2 separate regions of the Hordeum vulgare genome follow, and region 2 is linked to region 1. A link is a contact called in public Hi-C data. All regions are on one chromosome and are shown on one strand. The core of a region is the stretch at or near the end of the contact, and the rest is flanking DNA. Distances in the headings are between cores, read along the strand shown.

Region 1 (4,223 bases), core at 421-2,920:
TTTCTCTTTGTGAATTCATGTTTCGTGTCCTCGTCAAGTACTTTAATTGAAAAACTTATGAAGTAGAATTCTTTCGGGTGATGGTACTACAATGGATGATCTTTCAAGATGATGGTACTAATTGGGCAATCATGTGATGATTCTACATGTACAAGCATAAATTAGGGATATTGTTGTGATTAGTTAGTACAAATTAATTAGTCAAAACTCTCCCCTTGCCCACTCGTCATCCGTTTGACATCTGCAACCGAAACATCTTTTAATTCTCTCCGAGTCTTCGGGAACCACCGTCTCTCTAGATCCTCACGTTCATTCCATCTCATATATATTGTACATGTAACTATGAATCAGTAGAAGTTTTGTCATTCACTTCAATCAGTATTGCCGCGAAGATATCTCGACATTGGTAGCAATTTCCTCTTTGTTTATGGTCATAAGTGTGTCCATGGTTCTAGTTATCACATTATCCGTTGTTATTTTTTTGCATGGCCCCCTTGCATCACCTATGCTTACTATTATCTAATACTCCCTCTGTCCCAAAATAACTGTCTTAACTTTGTACTAGCTCTAGTACAAAATTGTACTAAGCTTAAGGCACTTATTTTGGGACGGAGGGAGTATAAACTAGATATTTTTATCATATCTTTCTGGGATAACTTTTAGATGTCCATCGTATATTTTGTTAAGAAAAAATTGGGGTAGCGCCTCGCTTATAGCAAGACCTAGCATGCTCTTAGGTCAGTCTTCTCTCTAAATGGACCTGCCTAGTGGCGTGGGAGACCACGTCCTAGTTTTTTTCATGTATTTTTGTTTCCATTTTTTATACTTTTGTTTATAATCTCGTATTTGGAAAATTTTAACCAGCCATTTGAAACATGTAAAAAAAGTGTTGACCATATAAAATGTTAACAAGCATTTTAAAATGCTAGATGTGTATAAAGAAAATGTTTCTCATGTATAATTTTTTTGTAAAATGTGTGTTGAAAAATTGATCATGTATTTAGCAAATATTAATTAAGAATTTGAAAAATACATATTAAATAATTATTTAGAATATTTTAATCAAGCCTTCAGAAATGTTAAATGTGTGTAGAAAATGTTGACCATGTTTCAATAAAATGATAATCTTATATTTGGAAATTATTAATCCAGTATTTAAAAATGTTAAAATATGCATAGAAAAATGTGATCATGTATTTAAAAATGTTAATAAAGTATTTAAAAATATATTATTTGAGCATTTAAAAAATGCTAAAAATAAATATAAAATATACTTTGACCATATATTATAAAAACACTCTTGATGCATACACTAAATGTAGAATGCAAATAAAAGAAACAAAGAAAAATTCAAAACTTTAGAAGAAACAATGCCAAAGAAAAAGGGAACAGAAAATGAAAAATGATGAAACTAGTGCAGAAAGAATGGAAAACGGAAAGAAACAAAGTAAAACCAAAAAAGAAAAGAAACCATTGAAAAAGAATTACAAAAATTAGGAAAAACTGAGAAGGAAAAAAATGAACAGAATAAATGATAGGAAAAAAGAAATAGAAACGAGCCGGTCCAGAAACAGGAGATCAGGAAAAACGTTCAGCAAGATGAGAGCTATTCTTGCTATAAGCGAGATACAGCTCTCGATGCGGTGCAGGTATACACAGTAAATCTTAGTTGAAGAAAAGCCTTGGGCTAATCTGAACGTTGGGCCGGCCTGGATACTTTGTGCCAATAACGGGGTTCATTTAACCCATGACCTCAAATTTGGACGCACCCCGCACCTAAAAAGCGAATCCTTTCATAAAATATTGCTTCAAAGCTATAAAAATTTCTTATATTGTACTCCTTCCGTAAACTAAACGCTTTTATATTAGTTTACAGAAGAAGTAATATTAAGGAAGTACTTATAAAACAGATGTCCAGTTTTTAATAGTTACAAAGTTCAATGACAGGAACATCAATTAGTTTACCATCGAAATGAACATTTAATAGTTACAAAGTTCAATGACAGGAACATCAATTAGTTTACCATCGAAATGAACATCAATTTTTCTTTTGACTGTGACATGAACATCAAATTATTTGCACACGGAGTCATCAAATCCGGCAGCCTCTAGAAGGTCAGGCATATTAAACAAACCATCTTATTTGCAGGACTCTTTCGGATATGACGGTGATGGATTAGGTTCTAGTTTATGCCGTCGTCCAAAGCTAGCTTAGTTTTTCATTTTTGAAATGGAAAGCTTAGGTTCGTTAATCATACGTACCAAGGGTGACCACAGAACTAATTTCCTCTGCTTGTCGTAAGTAGTATTTGTATATGTTATTCCCTCCGTTCCTAAATATAAAACATTTTAGAGAGTTCATTATAGACTACTGAAACAAAATAAATAAATCTATAATCTAAAATATATTTATATAAATCTGTATGTAGTCTATAATAAAAAAATCTTTACAATATTTTATATTTAGGAACGGAAGAAGTAGAAAATAGCGAGATAGAGAGATAGGGGAGAGCACCAATAATGAAGTATGCTGCTTCCATTGCTTGAGTCGTAGGCAGTTGACGAAAATCAGGTCAGGGGAGACATTTTCCGTCGGTCCGAAACTTTGAACAGTTCTTGACCAACCATGGACTAGGGACCGGGTTTGCCGCGGTGCTAAGTACTCCCTCCGTTTTTAAATATAATTCTTTGTAGAGATTTCACTAATGGACTATATACATCCGTATATAGACATACTTTAAAATATAGATTCAATTATTTTGTTTCGTATGTAGACCCTTAGTGAAATCGCTTAAAAGGCTTATATTTAGGAACGTAGGGAGTACTACAGTAGTCGGAGTACGAGCTAGCAAGCTGGCACCGTTTCGCGCTTCAGATTGACAAAAGGATCGGCTCTTTGTCTTAGCTTGTGCGCGTACTGATCTGTGGCCGGAGGTCCTTTGTGGAAACGCATTGTTTACTGTTTACTCGGTTACTTCCAATTCCAAAGAAAAACACGCCGCTGAGCATGAGCTGGGTCTCCGGGGTTTTCCTCCTTTCTTTCTCTTGAAGGTACGATGAGCGATGAATAGATGCAACTATTTTTACATGTTGGTTGTGGAAACGCATTGTTTCTAGCGGATCAAAAGTTCGCTCTCAAACGCAACCATGGTTGACCTATTAGTTAACAAATTGGAGAGGCTGAAGGCGACAAGTTTGGTCCACTTAGGGCATCTCCAATGCTCGTTCGCAAACCAGACACCTCATTCATCTCCATACACGGGGACGAGTCTGCGGATACGGATGCGGGAGCCATCCATTCATAGTTAGCCGTATACATTTTAAATACGATACAAATTATTCGGATGAAATTTAAGCAAATCCAATGTAGTTCATTAAAGTTTGCTGATAATTTATATAAATGATCGATATTTCAGTTGCTTTACTAAAAACTAGAATAACCTATACCTTGTAGTGGATGACCATCTCATAGTTTTGGCCACCCTGCCCGACCGCACTCTAGCTGAGGTCCCTCCAGTGGTTGCATGGTATTGGTGGACCGCGATAGCCTTATCCGGCCGCACCTTGGCGCTCGCGAAGGAGCCGCTTCCAACTGTCTGGTCCGGAGGGTTGTCGCGGCCAATGCCGACGGCGCACACAAAGACATGGTAGAGGCTTGCCCCCGGCGGTGCTGGTGGAGGAGTCACTTAGCGACACTCCTGATCTTGGCGAGCTTGCCATCAAGGCGGTGGCAGTGACTCGTGGCCATCTCTGCAGTGGTGACGAAGCGGTCGAGGGTCCATGCGGTACGAGGTCTGGGTCGTTATAGACCATTTCGATGCGGCATCCGACTTGGAAAACATAGAGCGACATGCAGTGTTGTGCCGCTCGTAGTGCTCCATTGCATCACCATCCATTCCTCCTCGGACATGACAACCCTTGACCCCGACGGACCGCCGCCACCGGTGCCTTCGAGGTAGTGGAGGATGCGGCTCGTGCCTTGCTCATCGCGGGTGGTAGCTCACACTTGATGAACTATCGACGGTGGTTGGGATGGGACGGCGATGGAGGCCCCTCAATACAAGTAGAGCGGTTGTACGTCGGCAGCGACACCAACACGTGCTTCACACGGTACCTGGTTTGGACACCGCGGTTGTGTGGCGGGGATGACGGTTCGTCCTTGACGCATCATTCTATCTCGACGACGCATTGGTTGCACGTGGTGGGGGAGCGGGCTCCTCCTT
Region 2 (4,344 bases), core at 137-2,636, 290 kb before region 1:
CTCACACATTTCACACTTTAATGTATTCCACACTGAATATTTCCCACCTGATGAAACTGATAGTGCAGCAGCAGTAGTCCTGTTCACTTTTGCAAGTTGATATGTAATTTAAGAAGTTTGTTGTTTCTTTAGGAACTGGAGCAAATGTGTACAACAATCTGCAGATGGTAACATGGACATGGCAAAAGAAGCATCAAGCATTGGCATCAAAACCATCCAAGTTAAACGTGTGCGCTTCATACAAATGAAGTCTACCATATCTTTTATCTAATACAGTACCAGTTTTCACCTATTGTTACACTTTTATATGCACCACAACTCAGGATAGACACATTACATACATTATTTCCAATTCTCTGCCTAGCTTCCACAAAAGATCAAACCAGGTGCCTAATGGATATGGATAGAGAAAAAAAGGTTTACCCTTTGATTCTTATCGTCAGTGTCCACAACTATGGATGTGTCAGTCCTCGAACTAGCATCAGCCATACCGGGGGTTTTCCAGCTCAAAACAACGGGACAACAAATCGCTTTGTTGTCCCTTTACTTGAAGCAGGGTAATAAGGGCGCCTGTATCCTTTAGGTGTCAGAGATCACTCCGAGGCCAGAGCCGTCACCTATCCATCACAAGAAAAGCAAACAGATATCCACACATGTTAGCACCGCACGTAAAGGCTGTCCAGCAGTGACAAATTCAGCAGTCTAAGCGCAGACATATCTTACTTTTTCAAAGTCAAATTATCTGTAGGCACGGGATCTGCAGAGAAGCACGCAAGAGATAGTGAGCTGCCACGGTGAGGAAATTCGAGGTGCCTAGGCACTTTGGCAGATCGTACCCTTCCCTTATAGTAGCAAGTAATTCCAAAAGTAAACAAGTACAGCAGGACAACAGCAGGGACGGGAGAGAATTCAAGGCAAAGGAAGCGGCAAGTACAGTTTTTTGCTAGCTCGTAGCGTCAATAACTAAGCTTTAGGCCGGCCGGCCTACCTCCCCCAACAGCTCAGCCGGCGCCAAAGCAGCGGGAAACACCTAAGAAATTCGGAATTAAGAGCCGTCTCCAGCCCGACCTCAAAGCATCTCGCGAGCTCCAACCAGCAGCACCAACGCGACAATTGTATGGAATCGGAGGTGGTGCCAAGGAATCAGGCAGGAGAGAGAGCAGGATTAGGGCTTTCCGCTTACCACGGGGGCAGTGTCTGCGGCAGGGGAGGAGGTCGAAAGGGAGGGAGAGGCCGCTCGGCGTACGGATTTGGACGAGACCGGCCGGCGGCCGGCGCCGCGTGAAGCGGAGGAGCAGAAGACGGGGTCGGGACGGCAGCGCGGAGAGAGAGAAGAGGAGAAGAAACTGGGGCGGCCGGGTTGGTCAGAAGGGAGAGAGAGGGGCGACGACGGGGTGGGGTGCGTGCGTGGGCTTCTAGTCAAAGGGCTGAAGCACGGCGGCTGACGGGTGGGGTCTGGGCCCACGCCAGCGGTGGGGTTTGGTGAGAAGAGTGGGAGGTCCGCGTTCGGCTTTGCTTTCCTACCACCTGGGGCTGGGCCGCTCAAGCACGACTCCAATATGGACTTTCTCCATCTCTACAGGGAAAATAAGCCATGAAATCATATACATATGCACGTCATAAATCGCTGTTCGGCGTCCGTTTAGCCTCACTCGCCTGAAAAGCATTTTGGGTCGTTCGATTTCGGAAAAAAAAAACAGTCGACGGAGGAAAGGAAGAAGCATGCGCCGCCGAGCCAGAAAATCCCTGTCGGTTTATCTTAAGATGACAAACGACTGCCTTCAAAAAAACAAAAGATGACAAACAACTCCAACATTTATGGAGTGACAGACAACCTCATTATCTATCTTAAATGCAAGTTCTTCGGAAAAAAATCCTCACCGGCCACAGGGCGGTGGCAGCAGGTGGTTGTGTCGGTGGTAAGTCGGACAATTTGAGAAAAAAGATGAACATGAGATAGGGTTGAAGGTTGAGGAAAGCATATGATCGTTTATTTTCCATCCAATGACTTATAACAGACTGGTTGACCCAAAATTCTCTTTCAAACGACTGTCATCTAGCTAGTCCCTTCAGGAAGGAAAATTATTGTTCGACTTGTCTTTTTTTCTTTACAAATGTTGTTGTATCAAGATAAAAAAAACTCTCACAACTCGCAACAGACGTCTTTTGAGTTTTTTTTTTCCAGCAAAATTAAAGAACTCTTTTCGTATGAAACGACTCTGGCACTATCGGCTAGGTTTGTGACTAGAAAACCAGATGGAGTTCATCCAACACTTCGTGACCTTCACAATGCAAGATTTCTTTGCACAAAGGTGGGTCGAGACATTAGCATGTTTTCTTAGAGCATTTACAACCGAACGCCTCAAATCCTCATTATACATCCGGGTGGACGGTTCTGACTGGTTAAAAAATACGATCCAGGACGGGCTCCTCGTACCGGCCCTAAACACCCGGACTGATCGGCGCCCCTCATATCCAGCCCAAATCTGAAACGGATATGGGTAAGCTCGGACGTGCCCGTCATGTGGGACCAGACATGCCGACCCCATCCCAAGTTGCACCAAATCCTCCCCCAACCTACTGATTCAATTTGTTCCCCGCCCCTCTTCTCACTCTTGCGTGTTGGTCCTCCCCTAGCTGTAGTGCCACCCTTGCTTTGTCGTCGTACTAAGCCCTAAGAGCCCGCCAGCACCACCACAATAGTCCTCACATCCGTGCTCACCATTGCGGACATTGTCGTCGGCCCGGACACCACCATGGTACGTCCGACAACTCTTAGCTTGCCCCTTGCCCTTTAAGTATTCGACTGGTTTTTCGTGATTGTTTTGTAGGCAAAACGATGGATTCACATGGTTTATCAGGCGAGGCTCGACATAGCTTGATGGCATGATTCAAATGAGTTATTCGATTGTCAAATTGGACGAAGAAGCCGAGATGATCATGATCATGATCATGAGCATCCAACAGGAAATGGGACGGAAGGTGAAGCACATTCTCAACTTCAAGGGCTTGATCAAAGGGAGAAGAGTTCTGAAGTAGGATAGGGTCTTTGGAGCACGGCTACTCTACCAAAAAATCGCCCTATGATCAACTAAGAACACTATGAAGATACAATAAAGATTGGGATCATGATCGTTATCGTCATCGAGTTGCAACAAAAGAAGAGCGTGTTAGTGTAGACCGTACTTGGAGTCCCTTGAACCGTCAATGAACAATCTCGTGAACCGCCCATGAATAGTCTCTCGAACCAAAGACCAAAAACACGACCTGTCTACTTGGTTGCAAGTGTGCAACCTTCACGATCCCGGTGCTTCGTCGTCCAGAGCTAATGGTCGGCAAAGAATTAGAGGGAGGAGATTAAAGCCACATTGGTCTTCTAATTATGATGATTAGAAGAACTAGCCCTAGCTGTAATTAGTCAACTAGGACCAATTAAAACTAGAACTAGAAGAACTAGAGGAGGCTCCAAAACTTTTGTCTCAAAAGGGTGGAAATCCTCTACTATATATAGGTGGATGGGAGGAGGAGGGGCGCCACACAAGGAGGTAAAGGACTCCCTCCTTGGACGACCAAGAGGAGGGGGGCTCCCCTCCAATTCGGCATCCTTCCTTTCCCCAAGTGGGAAAGGAGGCACCACCTCCAGTGGGGTCTCGGGCCCTTGTGCCCCAAGTTACCTTCTCTGGTTTAGCCTTTTAAGTCCATTGATATTAAATAAAATATAAAAGGTGTTCTAATTATTTTCATATCCTTTTGTATATAATTTAAAATCACTGGAAACATTTTCCTCTTATATATTATTTATTGATAATACCCAGTATTAACCGATAATGTGTGAAACCCTTCCGATGACCCCAAAACGCTTTCAGATCCTCTCAAAACAATTTCGAATATTTATGAAACAATTTAACAGATATGTTCTCATCACTCCCGTCCTACTAACACTTAGTAGACAATGATTGCCTTAAGCTTGTGACATCGTTGGTTGCGTAACTCATACACATGAACGGAACTCCTTTGTTCAATGATGGATAGCGGAACCATGGACGTCCATGTCGATCCCTGTGAGCATGCGAATGATATTTGAGTGAACCTTTGGTTACCGTGTGAAATCCTATTTTCTTTGTGGTACTTTATAAAACCCGATATGCATCGGTATCCTCCTGAGCCATCACATGCTCACTATACCATTATCCTATTTACCAGTTTTGTTCTTCTTTCTCGTTGAGGTGCTCCGACGTCCCCGTGACATAGTCACCTGTGTCTGGCCAGACGATGATGGATGCCGTCACAACGAGAGGGCCCTAAGAATATATCTCCATCGTCAGAGGAGTCAATTCCACTCTT

The links. A called contact is a pair of places that touch in the nucleus more often than the background predicts.
Region 2: a Hi-C map of leaf shows a contact between it and region 1, with 2.2 times the contacts expected there. The contact joins the promoter of LOC123448783 here to the enhancer-like site in region 1. A contact is called at or near these places in 3 of 6 Hi-C or Micro-C datasets (leaf and seedling).

The regions. Positions count from the first base shown.
Region 1 is chr4H:414,839,043-414,843,265 of MorexV3_pseudomolecules_assembly, reverse strand. No RefSeq gene overlaps it. Among protein-coding and RNA genes, the nearest start is that of LOC123448783, 290 kb to the left of the region's middle. Within about 2 kb of position 1,670, at least 2 of the 3 cell types and tissues checked have open chromatin away from gene starts, as enhancers often do. A contact at or near this core is called in leaf, where this site is marked.
Region 2 is chr4H:415,133,049-415,137,392 of MorexV3_pseudomolecules_assembly, reverse strand. LOC123448783 (transcription factor TGA2.2) reads right to left here and starts at 1,386. Exons shown (of 11, transcript XM_045125788.1): 1 at 1,184-1,386; 2 at 724-757; 3 at 424-617; 4 at 48-158.